Linked DNA regions of Anser cygnoides: all the other regions are linked to region 3. The links are chromatin contacts, called in public Hi-C maps. All regions are on one chromosome and are shown on one strand. Each heading gives the region's core, a stretch centred on a gene start, on an enhancer-like site or on the middle of the called end of the contact. The rest is flanking DNA. Distances are from core to core; before and after follow the strand shown.

The links. A called contact is a pair of places that touch in the nucleus more often than the background predicts.
Region 1: a Hi-C map of liver shows a contact between it and region 3, with 3 times the contacts expected there. The contact joins two enhancer-like sites. A contact is called at or near these places in 2 of 7 Hi-C or Micro-C datasets (both in liver).
Region 2: a contact with region 3 is called in a Hi-C map of liver, with 2.3 times the contacts expected there. The contact joins two enhancer-like sites. A contact is called at or near these places in 2 of 7 Hi-C or Micro-C datasets (both in liver).

Annotation. Positions count from the first base shown.
Region 1 is chrZ:3,499,480-3,503,803 of Taihu_goose_T2T_genome, reverse strand. All of the region lies in intron 88 of ADGRV1 (adhesion G protein-coupled receptor V1), which reads left to right. Among named protein-coding and RNA genes, the nearest start is that of ARRDC3, 85 kb to the right of the region's middle. Within about 2 kb of position 2,148, at least 2 of the 3 cell types and tissues checked have open chromatin away from gene starts, as enhancers often do. A contact at or near this core is called in liver, where this site is marked.
Region 2 is chrZ:3,470,805-3,474,970 of Taihu_goose_T2T_genome, reverse strand. It overlaps LOC125180170 (a long non-coding RNA gene), which reads left to right. Exons shown (of 4, transcript XR_010827639.1): 2 at 358-558. Among named protein-coding and RNA genes, the nearest start is that of ARRDC3, 56 kb to the right of the region's middle. Within about 2 kb of position 2,895, at least 2 of the 3 cell types and tissues checked have open chromatin away from gene starts, as enhancers often do. A contact at or near this core is called in liver, where this site is marked.
Region 3 is chrZ:3,632,065-3,636,618 of Taihu_goose_T2T_genome, reverse strand. All of the region lies in intron 82 of ADGRV1 (adhesion G protein-coupled receptor V1), which reads left to right. Among named protein-coding and RNA genes, the nearest start is that of ADGRV1, 150 kb to the left of the region's middle. Within about 2 kb of position 1,923, at least 1 of the 3 cell types and tissues checked has open chromatin away from gene starts, as enhancers often do. A contact at or near this core is called in liver, where this site is marked.

The DNA of each region.
Region 1 (4,324 bases), core at 899-3,398, 130 kb after region 3:
GAAGTAGGTTTAGAACCATTTTTTGATATATTTTTTTCCGACTAACTTTTACTATTGTCTTCTTTAATATTTATATTGGTATTATAGTTTGTTCTTGTGAGCCTTTAGAAGCTCTTAAGGTTTGAAGTGGAGACCTCAGGGCATAATCTGAGAAAAACACTTCTGTTTGCATTACTTGTTCATCTAGATCCTGTCCCTTTTGCCCCAGTACCTATTCTTGTGCCCAAACTGTGTCCCTAGCAATGTTATGGGGCAAAAAAAAAAAGACTGTATCTAAGCAAAACCAGTTCCCTCAGCTAGTTCCATCCCCACATATGTTCGAACAAGCTGAACCGAGGAGGTACTGAGGTTAGAGCAGTTTTAACCACCAAAGTAAATGTTTATCGGCTAGTGCCTTAGATACAGGCCTGCGTCTCAACACATACTTTAAAAACACAAAACTGTGAGTTTCTCTGAAACTGGAAATCATAATCATGTTTTGTTATAACCAGTCAAACCTGCCCTCCAGCTCAGTTCAGTGCATGGCGAAGGGATTGAGGTGCTTCTGGTGGCACCAGGCAGGAGACGGCGTGGAAGCAATGAGAAGGGATAAGAGGAGAGGGGAAGAGGGATGTCTGTGTTTCAGCACAGGCTTATGCTGTTAGAGCATTCACGGAGCGTGGTCTGAAGGGAATTTATGATGTGGTTAAGCTCGCAGCCACTGCTGGGAGCCTGCCCCCGACCCCCCGGCTGCACATTTCTCCTTCCTCTCTTGCGTCGCTATTTGTTCTCACACGAAACCGCAGTGACTCAGGTCACCGAGTTCTCCTCTTCCTTTTCCTCTCCCTCTCCTTCCTCTCCCCCACCCTCTTCCTCTCCGCGGGCCACCCCACGGTCGGTCTGATGCCTCTGCTCAGAGCACCAGCCCCAACCTCCTCCCCATCACAGGTCAGAGGTATCGGGGCGAGATGCCCGCCCGGACTGCTCCTCCACCTCGTTAGGCCGCGCTTAATTCCAGCTGAGAATTCCTCATCTGGAAGTAGGCAAGCTTCTGGGGGAGCAGGGACCGGCACTTTTGCTGTTTTTAGCTGTTTTTAACACTCCTAACCCAACTCAGCCTGAGCTGTGCTCAGGTATGAGCTCCCATTCCTGAGGCTGGCTGAGGATCAGCACTGATCAGCAGAGGGATGTGCAGAAATGTCTTTCTGCCTTCCTGTCCTTTCTGCTCGTGCAGTGCGGAGCTGTCTGAAGGCTCCTTTAATTTATGCTCGTTGTTAATCTGGCAGCTAGGATCAGTGTGAACGAGGGCATAATCGCAGATCTGTTTTGCTGTCAGCAAAGCTAAAATCTCGTTGCTGTCCTCCTGCCCCACCCTTGCCTGCAGCTGGCCACACTCATGGTACTAATAAAGGATGGCTGAAATTACGCAGCTGGAAAAAAAAAAAATCAAAGAAATCCCCCCTGCACGACTTTCTCCTTCAACTTGCAGCTGTAACTTGCGGTTTGCAGTGCAGCCCCACAAAGAGGTGCGGTGGCACACTTGGCCTGACTGCTGAAGAGACGTGTCACAGAACTGTGCACTTAGCCCTCAGTTCCATAATCATTAATGCTGGCCCAAATTACAGATTAACCTGAAATGTGGGCTGGATCAGATGAAGGCACACAACGGTGTCTCCAGCAAATGATGTGGACATCAATATGCAGTAGTGTACCCAGCTTTTACACTAGCTTTATGCAAACCTTGTGTTATATGGCCATAGGATTTTTTATTTAGTGCAAGAAATCCAAAAGCTGGACTACATATGTCATAAAGCCATGGCCTCTAGATGACTTAGCAATTAATTATTCCTTTTCATCAAATATGTTCAAGTCCATATAGGAATAAAGAATTAGGATTCACTGTGGTGACTATATCACCTCGGCCCTTATACTCCGGGAATCCTTTGCTAAAGCTTATTTATTTATTTATTCATCTATCTGTCTATTTATTTATTTATTTGCCGGATGGTTATTAGTTTGGCTTAAATGATTTCTTTTATTATATTTCATTTATGGCTTCTATAATGTATGAAAGGCTTAGCTTCTACTGAGAAGGATAATTATTTGCTAGTTAGACACTGCTAATTGCACTAGTTAACTCTAAAAGTGCTGTTATTTTGGACTAGGTTTCATTTTACCTGATTTCTTTTGCAAGGTCTATACTGATAGACAGTTTAATAAGACCGTTTCCTCTCAGGTTGTCACAGAGTGGTGTGTTGCAGACATCTATAGGCTAAAGCCGGCTATTCCCTGTGATTCCCTGGGGAATTTGGTGTTGGTTAGGTCTGGGGAGTTAAAAACTGAACCAACAGAGTAAAAACAGATGGAATCCGTCCCCAGACAGCAAGCCGTCCATCAGCTTTGCTCCAAAGCATAAATACCATGAACGCATGATAGCTTTGCTGGGCTCTCAGCTTCCATCCACGTTCCCACCTACCACAAATGCTCCTGTTCCCCACTGCCTGTGATGCATAAAACCAGATCTTTCCTTTGGGCGAGATGCGAATGCAAAGTGTGGCAAACCTTGGCTGGGCACGTGGTAATTTCCAAATAGGCATTGGACAGTATCAACAGGGTGTTGCCACGTCTGTAATCTCAGCGTATTTTTGCTCTAAGTAGAGGCATACGTGATAAATTTTCAATAAATAATCTACACCATGAGAATACCTGGAAAAATCTACTATATAAATTTGAAAAAAGCACAGATATATACATTTATGATAATAATGATGTGATATAAATCAGCTCACAATTTTCAGTTGAATAGAAGTAGGGTTCCGAAGTCAGCATTTTTTTTTAACTTTGGCGTTAAGTACCTGATTTAAGAACCAAGCATCTTGTGTTGGGTATCCTGGGTTAGAGAAAACTTTGAAATTTCAAATTCTGAAAGATGCTCAGTGGAATATCCATGAGACTGTCACAGAGCAGATAAACTGCAGGCAGTGGCAAAATGCCAGGTTCTTGCCCTGCTGTCCCAGCCTGTGTCATTTCTGTGTTGAAGGGGTCACTGCACAGCAAAAGGGAAGAGAGGGTGGCCAGGCTGCATATTCATTCGACTTGTCATTTATGATGTGAAGGCTCACAAATATGCTAGCAGTTAGGTATTGAGCATGACTGCATAGCATCCGGAAAGCATTTTTAGTCCAATCTGAACTTCACTCTCAGAATTCTGGGTTCCTGTTGGTGTCATCTCTATAAAGTCAAAACCCTAAAAGAAGTAATAATCATGGTGCACGCAGAGAATTCCTTTCTATCTAACGCGTCTTATACATACAACATACATTATGAGTTATTCAGAAAACAAGATAGAAGTGCTTAGGAGATGGAAAAATTCCCCCACAATATAACTACAGTAATTACAAAACAAACTCCATCTCACTTGGAAGGTTTTAGTGAAAGTTTGACATATTTCTGAACACATAAGGGATAACAACCGGAGCTCAGTGCACAGAGGCACGCACTGATGAAGTCTCTCCACCAGTAGATGTCACTGGAGGGATCTTGCTGATTTTGCAAAGCTAGCTGTGACTTTTCAATTTCTAGCTTGTCCTTTGGTACAGAAAGAAAGGAAAAGAAAGGCCTCATTATTTCGTGTCTTTTCACGAAGTGGTTGCTTCACAAGCCGGGGAGAAGCAATACTCCCAGCTGCTCACCCACCACCCAACACCATCATCTCTAGGGGAGCAAGTGCATTTTTGGATAGGGTTGTGTTTAAGTTCTGCTCTAATCTGAGAGCAAGCCAGACCTACGAACTCCATGAAACTCCATCATGTAAACAGTCGTACCCTTCCCAGCCTGCCGACTGTTTGGTAGGCTGGTATCCTGGTTACATCTCAGCTCTTATTCCTAAAAAGGCTCCACTCTTAAAAGTTTGCCTTCGGATCAGCAGCCGAACAAGGCTGCTGTAAACCCCAAGGAGCCTACTGCAGCCTCAGGTTTGCCAAGTCTCTCATAAAACCTCCTTAACAAACAGACAAAAAAACAAAATCCCCCTTGCTTTGCACAAAACTTGCACATATGGCATTTAAGAATGTAAGTGATATGATAGCAGATTAATCTGGTATCTGATCTTTTTGTAGTGACCAGCACAAGATCCTTGCAGATACCCCACACTGAGTAATTGCAGTACAGCCGCCAGTCAGACAAACATGTTTCTAACCCTGTTCAGTTCAGTGTTCACCTTAAAATCTGCAGCCTGGATGTTCATGGGCATATAAAAATAAAAATTTATATAATACCATTTTAAATGTTTTCACCCATGCATTTTCCTGTTTTTGAAACCTGTATCCTCTTTAGCCTAAAGACA
Region 2 (4,166 bases), core at 1,646-4,145, 160 kb after region 3:
CTTCTTCCAAACTGCTAAAACTGTCAGTGCATTTTTTTTTTGTTTGTTTGTTTTTTTTTTTAAGAGAGGGAGAAGATAGTTGAGGAGATTGAGGTGGAAAGGAATGGACTCATCTAGAATGGCCTGTAGAAATATGCACTGACCAAACCTGTTTAGCCTTTATTTGAATAGTTTAAACAGATGGCAACACTCTTATTAATCAACAATATGAAGCTATTATCAACAATAAAACATTCTTGTAAGTGTCTGCCAAACCCTCCATCTTGGCCAGTGTGTTTCATTTGGAGCTTACAGCAGGAATCTGTTTCTTTTTCAAAAGGCCTGATATGATATCCCTCTCTCCTCTGGCACTTGCAGAGCACGGGTTGTCCCTGTGTATCCTGTCACCAGCCTGGTGGAGCCAGGAAGGTTGTTAGCCCTTTAGCATTGACTCCTCGGTGAAGGTCACTGGCAGCCTGTTCAGAGCCTACAAAGTCAGGATGTGCTCTCCCAGAGGATTAATGGATAAAGCTCTGGAAAACTTCATCTAGAGAAGATGTCACCAATTTGATGTATAAGGTAATTTAAGCAATTTTCTTAATCTGGCTGCCCAAATTATTTTGATGGAAATGGAACAGCAAGATAGCCACATGGTGCTGCTCCATGTGAAATGCCTTTTGTTATTTTGTAGTGAGGGTTGCAATCTTTTCTGTCTGTGATTCACTTTCCATATCATGCAGATGCAATGCTTTAGAAATACCGGAGATGAAGCAGAAAGTTCAAGAAGGAGATACTTTTCTTCCCAAATCTCAGATAGCTAAATTTGAATGCTATACTAATCTTAGACTTTATAGAGAAGAAGTCTAAGCATGTGGTAAATGATATGTTCACCACAAGTACATGGTGAATTTATGTTCAAACCTTACTCATCTATTGCCTAAACCCCCTTGGTTTTGAGAAGCTTTTTAAAGAAGATGACTTGGAAGAGGGTACTTTGTAATTTGACCTTCATTATGCTACCAACTTTGATGGGGATGACTGTCTCTGGATAAGTAACAAACTTTAAGATGAAATTCACAAGGACTTAAGTCACCGGGATACAAAGGCATAGCAATCTGCCCCAATGCCTTAAAGTTTTGTCCCACAAGTGCTGCTACTGAACTGGGACTGCTGCTGCTAAATGTAAGCAGTAACAGAATCCTTTTTTTCTTCTCTTTTCTTGATGCACTGTGGGAATAGCAGATGAGCTGTTCAGCATAGCCTGCGACGTTTAATGGGAAAATGATGGACCTCTGACAAGGACAAATTTAACATGAAAGAGTCAGGCAGAACATGGGTCACCACTTATGTTCTCCAAAGACTTCAACAAGATGTTTATTTTACCTCTATCTCCCTCATTTTCAAAACTTCAGAGCATTTCCAAAACAATGACAAGCTGTCCAAATTCCACTACCAAGCACAAGATAGCTTGAACTGGTTGCTTTTCATCCTTGGTCAAAATCACAAAGCGACTTTTGGTACAGTACATGTTGTAGACACGTACTGGATAGCAGAAGAACAAAGAAAAATTTGCTATATTTCCCCTATCTTAACACAAACAGAAAAACTAGTCAAAACAGCGACATGGGAGCTACTGTTTTTTAACACAGTGACAAGGTTCAGTGCCTACATTCATTTTTATCTAGCCTTCAGCTTAATCTAATGAGAAAGGACCACTTCCCCCCACAACAATTGCAACATATTTTTTGTCAGAATAGGTGGAATATGGTAACCAGTCTGTTGTCCTGATTTTACTTTCTTTGGAGGATTAAAACACCTTCAGCTGATGATGCATCTAATGAGGGCTGTGAGGTCCATGTACCATGGAGATGATCAGGCCACTGCTGTTTTGTAACTAGCTTTTGCTGACTCTCAATAGCAAAGCTTAACAAGAAAAATCAATACATTAAAGACTAAATCTACAAATATTTTGCAATCATGCAGCATTGGGCAAACTTCAGGCTAACAAACATGTGTGGTATTCAAATTTCCATTAGTCATTTAGAGTGGAAAAACTGACGTGATTGTCAGTTAGTGGAATAAGGGATTCAAGTTATTTAACCGCAAAGCCGTAGTGTAGCATTATGCTCCTTAGTAAACACAAATACCTCCTTACAAAGGCACTTTGATAATTCTTCTGTTTGCATAAGACCAGTTGTCACTCAGGGACTGAAAAGCTATAAAACTAAATGCATGTGCACATTACCAAAAGTAGGCTCTACTCCTTTCCAAGGTTTCATTACCTACGGCAGGCCTATACAGCACTGAAGGTTAATGATGAGGTAATACCTTCTTAAACCGTCTATTTAAAAAATACAGAGAGCAGCACACTGATCATCTCCCTGCTGCTTCAGCACATGGGATTTCTTTCTCTACCTGGCTCAGATGAATGATTTGCTGCTTCACAAACTGTGAGTCAAAATAGCTGCTTTTGACTTTCTTCACCATAGTCATGTTGCCAGCTTTTGGGGAACTAGTGTCGGCATGTATCTTATGCAAGAAGGGCTCAAAGGCTAACTGGTGCATTTTGACCTGCAGCACTTTTTTTTTTTTTTTCCCCCACTTATTTGTTTTTCAGGGGCGTTGTTCAGAACTTTGTCAAGTTAGGGGCATTGTTTTACACTGCAATTTTTTTTTTTATTTTTTATTTTTTTTGCATTGAAGGGCATGGGAAAAAATATGCACTGGCTAGAAAAAAAAAATAATCTGGATATGTTCTGTCCCTATACTCTGCACTGACTAATGAAATGGTGACTGAGGGTGACTCAAGGTTGAAAAACTTTCATTTTCAGGAAGCTGCTAGGTACTAATTCATCAGAACACAGGTAAGCTCCACGCCCTGTAATATCTGCCGTGGCATTTTTTAATTACTTTCTTGTTGCCTGTTAACTTTTCCTAGATGCCCAGTTCTTGCACCAATTAGGATCATGTTAGTACCAACCTTGAGACACAAATGGGTGGAAGATGTGTAAGATGGGCGCTTTTCTAGATGCAGCTACCTCCTGCTCAATGCACTTTCCTTGTTGGCTCCATGGCTGGGCAACGAATACCTCCGATAGCAGACGGCCCGTGTTTCGCTAAGAGGCCAGAAGTGTTTGGTTTGAAGGTGAGGGATCAGGATAAAGAACAGCCTGCTCTTGTGGAATTTTATCAGGAAAGGTGACTCACTCCTTTGGAGCTTGCTGTATCTGAGCCCATGCCGCAGGCAAGCCATTCTCTGCCCTGTATTGGTGTGGGGTGGTAGCACCCATGGGTGGTAGGCCTGGGGTCGGGCATCTGGAGTGTGTTTAACACCAACTGCTCTTCACAAGGATGCCCTGACTCTGCTAGAGTGCCTAGAACAAGATAGCGTTGGGAAGAAACGTGCCACGGCTTCCGGGGGGACGTGCTCCCTCCTGCCTGCACCGAGGGAGCCAAGAGGGGAGCCCTTATCAGTGCAACGCCAAGCGCAAGCAACAGGGTCGGACCCTGCCACACGCCGAGGCGGGCTGACATCATCTCCGAGGCTGACAGGCCTCCTACTTCCTTAGCTTGTTTACGGATCACATGAGTCCCGTTCCTGCCCTTCACAGCCAGGAATTTTTTTTGGAAGAGTTAACTTGGCAGCCGTCCCCGTGGAAGAATGTAAAGCTAACTACTTTTGGTACATGTGTGGCTCGCTTTTATAGAAAGCACTGGATGTAACGGAGGGAGATACAATGAGCTTCTATCACAAACAAAATGCAGTTCGGTGTCCAAGTTTCTGCTGGCGCGCTGTGCCTTCACTGGATTTTGGATTTGAGAAGGAGCACCTGGAAAGGATCTTGCGAGGCTGAGAGGCTGAAAGCAAGCCTGCAACGTGCCTGGCTGCAGGAGCTCGAGCAGTCCTTGCTGATATGCATATCTGAGCAGAGAGCTGTCCCTCCCTTGGAGGTGTAAGGGCAAGCGTAACTACAGAATTTCTTCTTACTCAAAGTCCTCTGATCAACAGCACATGATGATGATTTTCTGACGTTGGACTACGATCAGGGCCAAATGAAACTGCTTTACTCTGAATTCTGAAATTCCCTCCAGGAAATTGAAGCAGGGAGGATATTCTGCTATAACACATTTGGTACATCAAAGAGAGATACTTCGTATATTGTGATAAAGGTGATCTTTTTTGACAA
Region 3 (4,554 bases), core at 674-3,173:
AGTGTTTTTTCTTAAGACAGAATGAGATAGATGGGTTGATTGTGGTACACACCCAAGAATAAATGCTTTGCTAAGTCCCACTGTTGAACATAATTTTTAATATGGCCAATGTTTTTCAACTAGGATTTGCAAAGCTTTGCATTGTAGCTTCCTGTGACAGACAGTACTGTTCAGAAAAGTCAAATATCACTGAGGAACACATATTAGTTATCTCAGACTGAGAGCCCCCCTCCCCTTTTTTTCCCCCTGTCCTACTAAGATATCCATGCACATCAGGGGAAGTCTGAAGACAAATATTTTCATTATAGTTTGTTTTTCACCTCATTCCAACTGATGTTTTATTGGTCAGTGCAATAATAAAATTGTCCTCTACTTGTTCATTGTGACACTGCAGAATAATAGCAGTTTCTATGATATCAGATGATATTGTTAAGATATCATCTTAACATCATCATAATGTCATATAATATCATCATATTAAGATATTAAGATTTCTCAAACTAATTCTGTATTTAAGTTCTGTTTGGATTTATTTTTGTTTGTTATTTTTAAATTTCCTTAAATTTTAAATTTCCTTAAATTTCCTTTTGGAATTATCATATTGATAAAAAAAATGTAAAATTTAAATCCAATAATAATATGTTTTATGTAGTGCAACTACAGACGTGTTTATTATTTTCATATTCAAAAAAATTCAGTTCCAAGCTTAATCTGACTACTAAACTCTGGTTTGCTAAGTCAGATCATGTTGAATAATATTTACCTTGGACTGACTGCATCGTTACAGTAGTAGCCTGAAGGATATTCCCTGTCCTGAAATGTTTGGTCAATAAAATATTTTGAGAATGATCAAACAGAAGATGTGTTTACTAAGGGGAGCAATAAATTTACAGTGCCACTGAGCAGATCAGTAAAAAGCAAATAGATTTTGTTCAAAGTCTATTTCATTCTGCAGGGGATGATAAACTTGGATTGGGCCCATGTAAATGTTTTCTGTTCTAGATGATAATTAGCATATTGGCCCTTCATAGCCATTTTGGACTATAATTATTCTAAAAATTTCCAAGTTACATGAAAAAGCCTATCCATTAATGCTGATAATACAGCTTGTTCCAGATCATACTAGACAGCTTTGTTTCACTGTGTAGAATTTATGCTAAATTCCCTGAAGACTTTTTTTTTTTTTGTTTCATTGTTTAACATCCTTGTTATCAGGGTAATGCTGGGAGAATATATTACTTGCAGTTGTCCCTATTTTTATTTTAGCTGCTAAAATATCCCTCCTAACTTTAAGAGGCATGGAGTCAAAGGTATGGAATAGGGTAAGGAGTAAGTGCACTTTTAACGTGCCATTCTGTTTTCATTTCACTTTTGGTGAGTCTAGAAGTCAGTTAAAAATAAGAAAAAATTCTCTTATCTACTTTATTATTTGAATTATTGTTATGTCCTCTGTTTTCACAGTTGACTGCACCTTCCTCAAGGTGCTGAGGTTTGCTTTGCTTTTGCTTTGGCAGACTTTCTTATGTTGATAGAAGCCATCATTGTAGCACTTTATGATTCTTAATCCACTTCGGGAATGAGTAGTTTTTCCCCCTGAGAATAATAGGATTGTCAGTAATTTCAGCCTTGTGTTTTCAGCTATTGTTGGTTTTGCATGTCAACTTGATTCCATATTGTATCTTGTCAGTGGATCACTGTGTCTTTCTGTATTTTTGCTGTTATTTGTTCCAAAAAGAAATCTGTCCATGAAAGCTCCTTCTATCATACGATTCTTCAGTCTAATACTCTGGTAACATGTGAAGTGATTGAAGGAGAGCTATGAAGAAAGAGAGGGTTTGACCCAAATACAGCTGCTGAGTATCATGGTAGAAATTCAGTGGTTATTAATGTACAAAGCAGTTAATTCCTGTATGTTCCATCCCAGAACAGAATCATGTAGTAATGAGGATTGGCAGGGGAGACATCTAGCAATCATGTAGTAAAGTTCTCAAAGTTCTCAGTGAACGTGAGAGAATATGCACAGAGAACTGTGTAGTTTATGTTTCATTTTGATCATATAAGTGTATACTTAGAAGTGAGTATTCTCAATATTTCTAATATTTCTGGATGGATATGAGACTCGTTTGAAAATCAGAATGGGATTTGTATTTTTTTTCTTGATATAATTCAGATTGTGCTGAATTATAAATCAAAAGCTTCCCATTAAATTGGATAATAGTTTAACAGTAGTCTAAATACTAAATAGTCTAAGTATTTCCTACCATCATCTATTTTTCAAAATGCTACATTTAGCAATTACACTTGGAAGTGTGAATTTAGATACGTCTGATGGTTATCTATCTCAGACTTTTGTAAGCTTATTATGATCAAAGTATTTTCTTTCTCTTTGGTAGAAAACAAATGAAAAATAGTGCAGCACGGTACAGGAAAAATACTCATTTTATTAACCACTTCCCCCCCCCCCCCAAAAAAAAAAAAAAAAACTTCTAAAAGCAAACAAGTGAAAAGAAACAATTGTGCTTTACACATTGTGTTGAAGTTATTAATAGGAACAAGAATAACAGCAGATGAGACTTCTGAGAAATACAAAGGAATGGAATACAGGAGAACTGAAGCTTCTGTTGGAATTGGCCACTCTCCTGAGCTAAAGGGGAAGTAAACTCCAAACAGTTTTGTGAGAAACTAGAGAAAAGGAAGCAATCCATCCCCTCATCAGTTGGTCATGTTTGATTTACACCCCCAACTTCAGATTATACATGACTGCTACATAATGCTGTACAACCCACCTTTCTGGTCAGATTCTGGGTCAATAGTTACTCACAGGGACCAAAACCAACATTTTCTTTTGCAAATCTTTGTTATAAACAACAACGATGGAACAATTAGCATGGTTATTAATTAACAAAATATGAATTGAGAAAAAAATCAATTTTCCCATAATTAGGCACAGAATAGACATCACTAAAAAAATGTATATCCTCAAAATATTGGACTAACAAAATTATACAGTAATCTGCATTTGCATAGACTTTCTGCACTGTGTTTTCTAGCTATGTTTGTTAGAGAGAGAACTGCATGAGGTTTAAAAGTTTTAACTTTTCAGTGACTACTCCAAATAATGTAAAGTAAGGGCTATACACAAAGATTAACTTTGAGTGAGCCTAACGCTCCCTTCATGTGGTGAGGGTCTTACTCAGCATCAGAACAGCTGAATTAGACTGCTGTCTTGAATTGTTCTACGGTGAATTCTGTCACTCTCTCTTGTCTATAGGGAGATTACATTCACCATGTTGAATTTAGCCTTTATGAGTCTCTTCTCTTTAGTAGTGTCTTTGTCCTCATAGTATGAAACAAAGCAAAACCTTAACATTTTTGGGAGTGTTAAAACATATTCCTCATTTCTGTAAGCAGTAGTCACAAGGTTTTCTAATAATAACAGAATAACAGATATTTTCCTTTTTTTTTTTTTTTAATAGAAATGCAGAACGTGGCTGAAAAAAATAAGGTAGCTTCTAAAATTTTATAAAAAGAAAACTATATGTTGACAGGTACAGTAAATGGACCCCATCAGTGTTTTTGCTTAGATGGTAACCTAAGTAGTTGAAAGTGATTTAAAAGTATTTATGATCCTATTTGTAAGGATCATAATAGTTTTGTATCTAAACTATGACTTTGTTTAACAATTCAGATGGTGAATACTAAAATAAATTTTATTAATTCGTAACAAAATATGTGGAACAGTATACAGTCTAGGACATATCAGAAAGTAAATAAATATGTGGCAAAAAATCATTTTAGATTGTGCCTTTGGAGTGAGAGTTTCTGAAATTCTGTACAATACAATCCTGCTTGAGTAAGTTGGCCAAGTTGCAGATGGTTCCAAGACAACACAAGCACAATAGTAATTTTATATCCGTACCTGATATAACCACACATGGGCAGTAATGGTGGTTTTATATATTTTTTTTTTCTTTAAGAACAAAAATTAAATGCTTGGGCCGCAGTTACCGGAAAAGTTCTCTCACTCATTATTTCTAGCTTATTTATGTTTAAAAAATAATAACAACTAAGAATAAGGCACTATTCAGTAACTTGTATTGCCGGAAATGATGACAGCGTTAAAGAGATTTTCTTTTTGTTAAGAGGTCCAATTACTGCATTATTAATGATATTATTTAAGTACTCATTAAATGTGACATTATTTAATGGGTCTGTGTTAGTTTAAAACCTTCATTAAAGGATTACCGTGGGGGGTTTTGTAATCTTGTATTTTTCCATCCATCCAGGGTTATATTTCCCGCTGTCCCTATGAACTGGGAAACTTATTTGGACAGCGAATATGGGCTTTCAGGCTCCTAGTGAAAGCAGAGGTTATATAGTTTTCAGGTGATATAAGAAATTGGAAACAATTTAAGCATCATCAGTTTCCATTTTCCTCTTTGAAATCATTATCTGATGTTAAGGTGGTGTTTATTTTTCCTAAGGGTCTCAATAGCAAGGGACAATTTCCTGTCTTGATGAGGGTGTGCCATTAAACAGTACTGAGTTTCACAA